2 separate regions of the Rattus norvegicus genome follow, and region 2 is linked to region 1. Evidence: chromatin contacts called from public Hi-C data. All regions are on one chromosome and are shown on one strand. Each heading gives the region's core, a stretch centred on a gene start, on an enhancer-like site or on the middle of the called end of the contact. The rest is flanking DNA. Distances are from core to core; before and after follow the strand shown. Region 1 holds the start of Zfand4 (zinc finger AN1-type containing 4). Region 2 holds the start of Zfp422 (zinc finger protein 422).

Region 1 (4,027 bases), core at 683-3,182:
TGTCTCAGATTCCCATTTGCCTGTCTTAACAGCTTTCTTTTTTTCTTTTTAAAGATGATATTTTCTCCTCTGGCCTCCAGGCTAAAGCATCTAAACCCAAAAGCCAATCTGCTGAGGCAGCATCTGAATTAAGGTCTGAGAACCAAGTGTCCAACATTTTTGATGACCCTCTGAATGCCTTTGGAAGCCAGTAGAGCATGCAGGACCTTCGCAGTTCACCCTCCATTCTGTCTTTCATTTAGTGATGCTGTTTCCTACACCGTCTTCACTGGATTACAGGCAAATACTGCAACAATCACTACTTTTACCCAATGTAGCTAATATTTTTCTGCATTGATTTTAATTATGCTTAAAATTACAAATAAAAAATAAACGCTTCATAGTGGTTTGTTTTTACTTAATAAGAGTGCACAGAAGGGCATGCTACCAGAAGAAATCGCTTTGTGGCTTCACACGTGGGCAAGGAATGCAGAGCGAGCAGCTGTCAGACAGCTGACTCAAAGGTTTTGCTGTGTTGGTGTTCTGAGTGCTGTGATGGTCTAGGCAGGTGAAAAAGGAGGTGAAAGGTTCTAAGCCCAGGAGAACTTTCTACTGAATCCCAAAGATGGGGCTGCAGTCTTCTAAAGGGAACTGTGGTCCTCTGCTGTCTTGATATTGTAAAGAAATTTTATTGGAACACAGCCATTCCATCATGGCTACATTATCCAGCTGTATTCAGGCTACCTAAGTCGGAGTTGAGTACTTGCAGGAAATGGGATGGCTTAATTGTAGGCAAATTTTTGCCTTTCTTAGCTTTTGTCCTCCTCTGTCTGCCCCTTACAATGGTAGGTTACGACAGTGATATGACTTGATGAGGTAATGGAACTTAAAGGAGAGGCTAAAACATCTAAGCTCATCCACTGGATGCTAGAGCCTCTGCTCTGAGTTATTTGTAACCACGATTTCCAGCGCAGGCACTGTTACCCTGTTCTCTTGTTTGTGTTACCATACGATGGCTCTGTCCTCAGTAGAGCTTCAAGTTACAAGCCCAATCATGGGCTGTGTTTAAGAGCAAGAGGATGACAAAAGCCCAGGGCCTCACTGTACCACCCACCTCAATAGTGAGTTGTTGAAACTAGTGGCTCAAGTCTGAGGATAATGGGAGGGTGAGAAGACTGATCGGGGCCAGGGTTCTTTCACAAGTTGACTTCGAGGGAGAGGTTTCATGGTCCTATTCTGCAGTCCACCTAGTAAAACACTTGAGTTGAACTACCTGTGAAGGGAATGAAGCAATAGGGTCTAACCTATATGGACGGCATATATAATAAAAAGCCAGTAGTGTTATATCCCACTTCAGCAACTCGGTGCACAGCAAAAGCATGCTAGGATTTGAGGCCAGGGTGCTACCTGTGTGACTAATAATCTTCAGTATTTGCTCAGTATATGCAAGAGGCATAAAGAAAGTCACAAACTCTTATAAACAAGTCATGAATGTCCCCATTTTGCAGATCACACAATTGAGTCAGAAATATTAGGAGAACGTGGAGCACAGAAAGGGGTGACTAGCCTGGACGTCCTTATAAGTGTACTAGGCTCTGGAAAGGTCATGAGTGGATCGCAAATGCCAAGGACCCTCCTATCCCCAAAGAACCTTAGAAGTGCCCCAGCCAAGGCCCTCCTCTTTGGCGCCGGCTCTTCCCAGATACTGTGGCCCGTCTCCAGTTCTGCTGCCTTGCCCCAGACGGGTACTGCCACTAGTAATAAAGAGTCAACATCCGGGCCTCTTCTAACCGACAACCCTTCCTGAACGCCCGTGCTACCCGGGCGTCCGAGCAACCGCCAGCGTCCGAAGGCTAGGACCCGCCCCTCGCGGGCTGATTGGAGGGCGTCGGCAGCGCTGATCGGCGATTGGTGAGCGGTGTCACAAAGGGCGGGGCCGGAGCTTCGCGGGCCAGCGTCGGCCGGCGTCTCGGGCGCGCGCACTCCTATCGGCCTGCGGGCAGGCGAGCGAGCGAGCGGGCGGACGCGACCACCGGAGGGCGAGCGGGTGAGGGGCGCGGCGGGGCGGGGCGGGGCGCGGCCGGGAGGGCGGGCGGCTGAAAGGCCTCCTGCTCCTTCGCTGCCCTGGCAGGCAGGAGAGGTACGCCCGCCTCAATTGCAGCCTGGTCACACCCTCCACGCTTCTCTGCCTACGGACTCAGGACTCACAGACAAACCGGTCGCGCCCGTGGCTCCGGGTGCTGCTGACCGGACTTTGGGTCTGAGTGTAGCAGCACACCGGCACTTGTGCATCAGTCCCAGGCTAGAGTGTGACTCCAATCTGAAGCTCGATTTTCACGCATCTGTAAAAGTTCAAGAGTCACCTTTTAAAAAGGCTGCAATATATTGTGGGTATATTTATGTTGGGGGAAAATTTTAAAAACTAACTCGTCGTGTGACTAAGTTTCTGTGGACGAGAAGGAACCAAGTCCAAGGTACTGAAATTACTCCTTGAGTGAAGTTATTGCCGCTTTTGTGATTGGTTAGGTTTAGAAATTTAAAAAGATGAAAGAAATGTTTGAAATTCACTTTGGTTTTTCTTTCCCAGTTTTTAAGTTAACTTATCAATTTAAGCATCGTTTTATTTACTTATATAATTTCATATCACTCTTATGTTTTCATTGTCCTTGGTTTTCTGGTGCTCATTCATGAGGACCACGGGCCACTTTGAGCATGCTTGCCGCGGTACACTAGGTCATTGGCCCACTTGAACTTCCGCTTGGCCTTGTAGTATTCTGCTGTGGTTTAGGCCACCTGCACAGCCTTTTATCTTGTTACATTGATTTCCTTTGCTGAGAAGTGTAACACAATTGTTTTCAGTTACGGTTACCATCCTCGGCCCTTTTTGTGTATTGAAAATTATCCCACTGACTGGAACCAATCTTAATGTGGAAGTTCCCACGCCATCGATAATGTACCTACTGCAACACTGATTTCCTTCTATCTATAGTCACTTTATTTTCATTTCAGATCTGTGCATTGAGAAAATCTGTATGTTACCTGTGGCTATTTCACTGTACTGCTGTTTTGTTTTGTTTTGTTTTCTTTTTATAATGCTGGGGGTTTTGTTTTGTTTTGTGAAATTGCAGATTGGGTCCCAGGGCCTAATATGTGCTAGAAAAGTATCACCACGCTTCACATTGACTCTGAGTGTGTAAGGGTAAGTAGTGAAATCCAGACAGTGCCACTGTTTCCATAGTGTACTTGCAACTCCGACCCACAGTCCTGGCAGCACAGTTGTTGTGCTGCTGCTGCTGTTGGTTTCTCATGATTTCCCATGTCCTAGAACTCCACTCAGAACTGTGCCCTCAGCAACAGCGTTTCTTACTGCTATGGCATTGGAGCATTAGCTCTCTGCATAATTCAAGCTTCCTAGGAATGTTTTATATTAGAACTACGAAAACTCCCCTGTACAGGAGAAGTATCTCTGTGTACATGTTTATTGTGATTTATATGAATTCCAGTATAGTGAATCAGAATGTGCCTCCCGGAGGAAACTGGAGTATAACCACTGTTTCATCTCTATGACAGGATAATACCCTTTTGACTATTAATTTAGTCTAATCTAAGGATTAATAGAAAAAGGGAATTGTTTTGAATTGAATTTCACTGAACAACCTTTAATGCGTCCTAAAATGTGCAGAGGGCTGTAGTGACAGACACCGTCCCTCCCTTAGAACACTTGTAGTTTACCAGCATGAGGGACAGACAAGGAAGCTCCTGTTTTGATGGGTATCGTATATGACATGGGTGCAGAAGAGAGTAAGCATGAAAGATTTTGTGGGATCGTGGGAGCGAGGCTTGGGGAGGGGCCTGCTGGGCTGGTTATCACCCAGTCTTTGCACTGTGAGCAGGCATTCTTTCCTTTGAGGTGTGCTCCTATCCTTGGAGCTGAGCTTTCAAAGATTAGGTGCTTCTCGGGAAGCTATGTGTGGGGTTGACCTAAGCAGAACAAAACAGGAGCAATAAGACAGGGGCCACGACTAGAAGCAGAAGGAGCATAGGTGCT
Region 2 (3,852 bases), core at 140-2,639, 560 kb after region 1:
TACACTACACCAAGAAGAAAAGAGCAATCAAAAGTTTTACATTAATTGTATTTGTTTACATTTAAGGTTGTCTGGAGGCTGTCAAAACAACCCCTTACACACACACACACACACACACACACACACACACACACACACACACACACAAATAGGTGACAGCGTGGGAGGTGTTCAGGGCTGCAAAGCCAAACTGTTAGTGGACTTTCAGTGTTGTAGGCTACTTAACCTACCCTACGAGCAATCAGTAACTGTCCTGAGTTTCCTTGCATACAAGCATTTAAAGGTAGTAAATAAAAACACAAATGACACGTTTCTTGTCTTTTTCTTCTTCTTCTTGATTTTGTTGTATAATAACTCTCCAAGCATAAGAGTGCTCAGGAACTTTTCCGGGGTGTTTAATAATTCTATCTGCTGTAACTGCAGCAAGAGAAAGGGCAAACTGCGTATAACACAGATCTAGAGTAATACCTGCCCATTAACCGTCCCCGTTACGTACGGACCGTTGTGTTAGGTACAATCGCACTAAACAGAAGACGGTGTGTGGGGTACCTGGTACTCAATAAACAGCTATAATGGTAATCATACACTTTCAAGCACATCTTTTTAAATACCGAGGAACTCACGACTGGTTGGAAACTGATGGATTATGAAATCTACCTATGGATGAAATAGTCAAACTTACAAGTAGAATTTTATACAGCTTTATGCTTTTGCCTCCGTTTGTGGATTTGTAAACACAAGCACAAAGCTCCTTTAACACACCCGTCCCAACCCAGGAGCCGCCTCCGGGCCTGTCCGAACTCGGGGAGGGGGGATGGGACGGGGGAGGTGGCCATCGCCCCCCTCCTCTGAACGCCAAGTCCGGTTTTCTGATAGAGGTCCTCAATAGAAAGGAGGCTCCGTAAAGCTGGGTAATGGAGCTCCAGTACGGGGAACCCGTCTAACTGGCATGCACCTGCTTTCTCACCCATTTACCAGAGCAACAAAGCCTCCCCGGCTCCCTCCAAGTCGCTCACAATGGCCCGGTGCAGCCTACGCAGTCGTACAATGGAGTCTTTCTCCGCAGCGAGCCGAGGCGCTCAGGCCGAGACTGACCCCAGGCCGAGGCCGCCCGCCCGGCTCCGTGAAGCGCCGCAGCCCGACCCCACACCGGTCCAGGCCGACCCGCAGGCCTGGCGCACTCACCGTGCAGGCCGCCACGGTGCTCGCCTCCCGCCTCGCCCGCCGGAAGTGCGAGCTCCTAGCGGAGCTGCGGGCCGCTCTAGGAAGAGGCGGAGAGACCCTCTATGGTCCCCAGCCCAGCCCACCGAGTCCTGCGGCTTCTTTAGGCGGTCCTTTTGTATTCCTCGCTTACCACTCAGAAGGCAGACCCACGGACCGCAAGGCCAAGTACCCGCTCTCTTTCTATTCCGGTCGAGCTACACAGAAATTGGCCTTTGTTAGATTCTCCCCACCCCCCAAGCTAGCCCGTCCAACTTGTAAATTGCATTCTTAGTGCTGAGTATCTAGTATAAAGAAAGAACATCAGCCTAAGGTGTAATTCATGTTTTTTGTTTGTTTGTTTTTGTCTTTTTTTTTAAATTATACCACTAAAAAGTCCCGTGAATGAAGTTCTGAAAGACATTGTCCGCACAGGCTGACTGATTAAAATGACAGTGGTGAAGAAAGGTTGGGATGTCCCAGGTCCAGAGGGTAATTACTATTCATCTCGGGCTGCATTCGTTCTTTGTCCACTTATGCGGAAGGACGTGGAACTTCCTGTTAGATAAAACACCTTTGGAATGCATTACACAAAATCCCATTCTCCAATCAAGAGGCTAAGAATAATACTATATTAGATAACATTTACAGCTCAGATGTCTAAACCCACTTCTCTGCAATGTATTTAAAAGTATCTCGATTTATGGCTTTCTTTGTTCTGTTACTGTCAAATTTTCATGAAACCAGTTGCAGGTTGAAAGGTGGAGTTTGGGTAATCTAAATCTGTGTTCCCTGGGCCATGGTCACTCGTGTTTGGATCCAGAATAAAAAAACAAAAAACAAAACAAAAAACAAAAAACAAAAGAAACCTCTTATGACTTTGAAGTGAGGGCTGTGGTTTTGAATCAGTCACTCCCATCAGGGGAAAATGAATGCATTCGGTATACTGGGCAGGAACCCCAGCTTGGAGAGGAAGTTTACTCACGTTCACAATTCGAGTGAACAACTCAGTTTTGGAAAGGCACACATTTACCTCCTTCCCAGGGGAGAGTCCTTCCAGTCTAATGGCTTCGGGTTTGTCACATTGCTGCTGACTCCCCCACAGGCAACCACTGATCCTGGTATCTATAAATGCAACTTCCCACCAAGAAGCTGCATCGTCTGCGGGGCTGGACAGATAAGTGAACTTCTGTGGTTCATTCTGTGTTGGAATGTTGCAGGTCCGGAGCCCAGTTACAACACGTTTTGAGGTATCTTTAGCCACCAAAATAACCACTACTTAGCCCACTTCTGTCAGACTCAACATCCTGTGACTGATAGGTAAAAATAGGTTTGGGGATGTGTTAATTTAACAAAACTGACTTTTCTACAATAAGAAGTCCAAGAGTCATTTGATAGGCAGAGGCCTGCAGCTGGGGTTCCTTCACATTGCTGTAACCACCCACTCCATGCTGCCACTGGCGTGTTTCAAAGTGTCTTGATATATAACTTTCTTTAATCTATTACTACAAAACTTCACGAAACTGCTTCCATGTTGGGGCCTGGGATGTGAGGCAACCTAAATCCGTTTCCAGACCATGGTCATTTATACTTGGTCCCAGAATAAACTCTCTTGTCCCATCTGAAGTAAGAGCTGAGGTTTTACATTGAAAGATACAGCACTCCAGAATTCCAGGTTCATATATCCACTTGCCTGAGTTCCCTGTTTGAATGTTCAATGAATTTGATAGACCAAACATTCCATCCCTGAGTAGTCTTCACACAGCTGTTGACAGCCATGCCATCACTCTAGCTGCTCAAGCCAAAAATCCCCAGTGTCATTCTTGTCACATTTTCCCCACTCTAGACTTACAAACAACCTTTCTGTTACCATCTAGGGGTCTTGGCTGGATATATTTCCTCACCAACTAAAGAAATAAAAGATGAGGGTCTGGAGAGATGGCTCAGCGGTTAAGAGCACTGACTGCTCTTCCAGAGATCCTGAGTTCAATTCCCAGCAACCACATGGTGGCTCACAACCATCTGTAATGGGATCTGATGCCCTCTTCTGGTGTGTCTGAAGACAGCGACAGTGTACTCACATATACAAAAAGGTAAAACAAAACAAAACAAAACAAAACCACACAGGAACACTGGAAAAGGACGTATCAATTAAAGGACCAGTTAAAGCCAGTGAGAAATCAGGCCCCAGAGGCAGCTACTGAAAAGCATACAGAAAGAAAGACTCTCCATAAGGTGGAAAGGGGATTAGGGAATTAAAATCCATTTTCCTCATGTGGGGCTTTTGAGTGTTTTTGGTTGCCTGGGTTGAGTTCTCACTCTCCTCACTTCATATTGGTTAGTGTTCTGTTTGGTATTATACTAACTTGACACAAGCTAGTAGCATTTGGAAAGGTCTCTCACCTGAGAAGATCCCCCCACTCTCCAAGGCCTGCCTGTAGGGCATTTTCTTGGTTAATAATTGATGTAGGTGGGCCCAGCTCAGTGTAGGTAGTGCCAGCCTGGGCAGGTGATTCTGGGTGTTTAAGAGCACAAACTGAGTGAGCCCTGGGGAGAGCCAGTGGGTAGCAAGTCTCCTTGGCTTCTTCATTAGATCCTGCCTCTAGGCTCCTGCCCTGCTTGAGTTCCTGCCCTGGCTTTCTTCAGGAATGG

Evidence for each region. Hi-C and Micro-C count contacts between places; a contact is called where the count stands out from the background.
Region 2: a contact with region 1 is called in a Hi-C map of Schwann cells, with 2.6 times the contacts expected there. The contact joins the promoter of Zfp422 here to the promoter of Zfand4 in region 1. A contact is called at or near these places in 2 of 12 Hi-C or Micro-C datasets (the A7r5 cell line and Schwann cells).

What each region holds. Positions count from the first base shown.
Region 1 is chr4:150,997,924-151,001,950 of GRCr8, forward strand. Zfand4 (zinc finger AN1-type containing 4) reads left to right here and starts at 1,933. Exons shown (of 10, transcript NM_173332.3): 1 at 1,933-2,026. Washc2c (WASH complex subunit 2C) reads left to right here. Exons shown (of 31, transcript NM_199207.2): 31 at 55-378. The coding sequence ends at 194.
Region 2 is chr4:151,561,050-151,564,901 of GRCr8, forward strand. Zfp422 (zinc finger protein 422) reads right to left here and starts at 1,390. Exons shown (of 2, transcript NM_001012745.1): 1 at 1,186-1,390.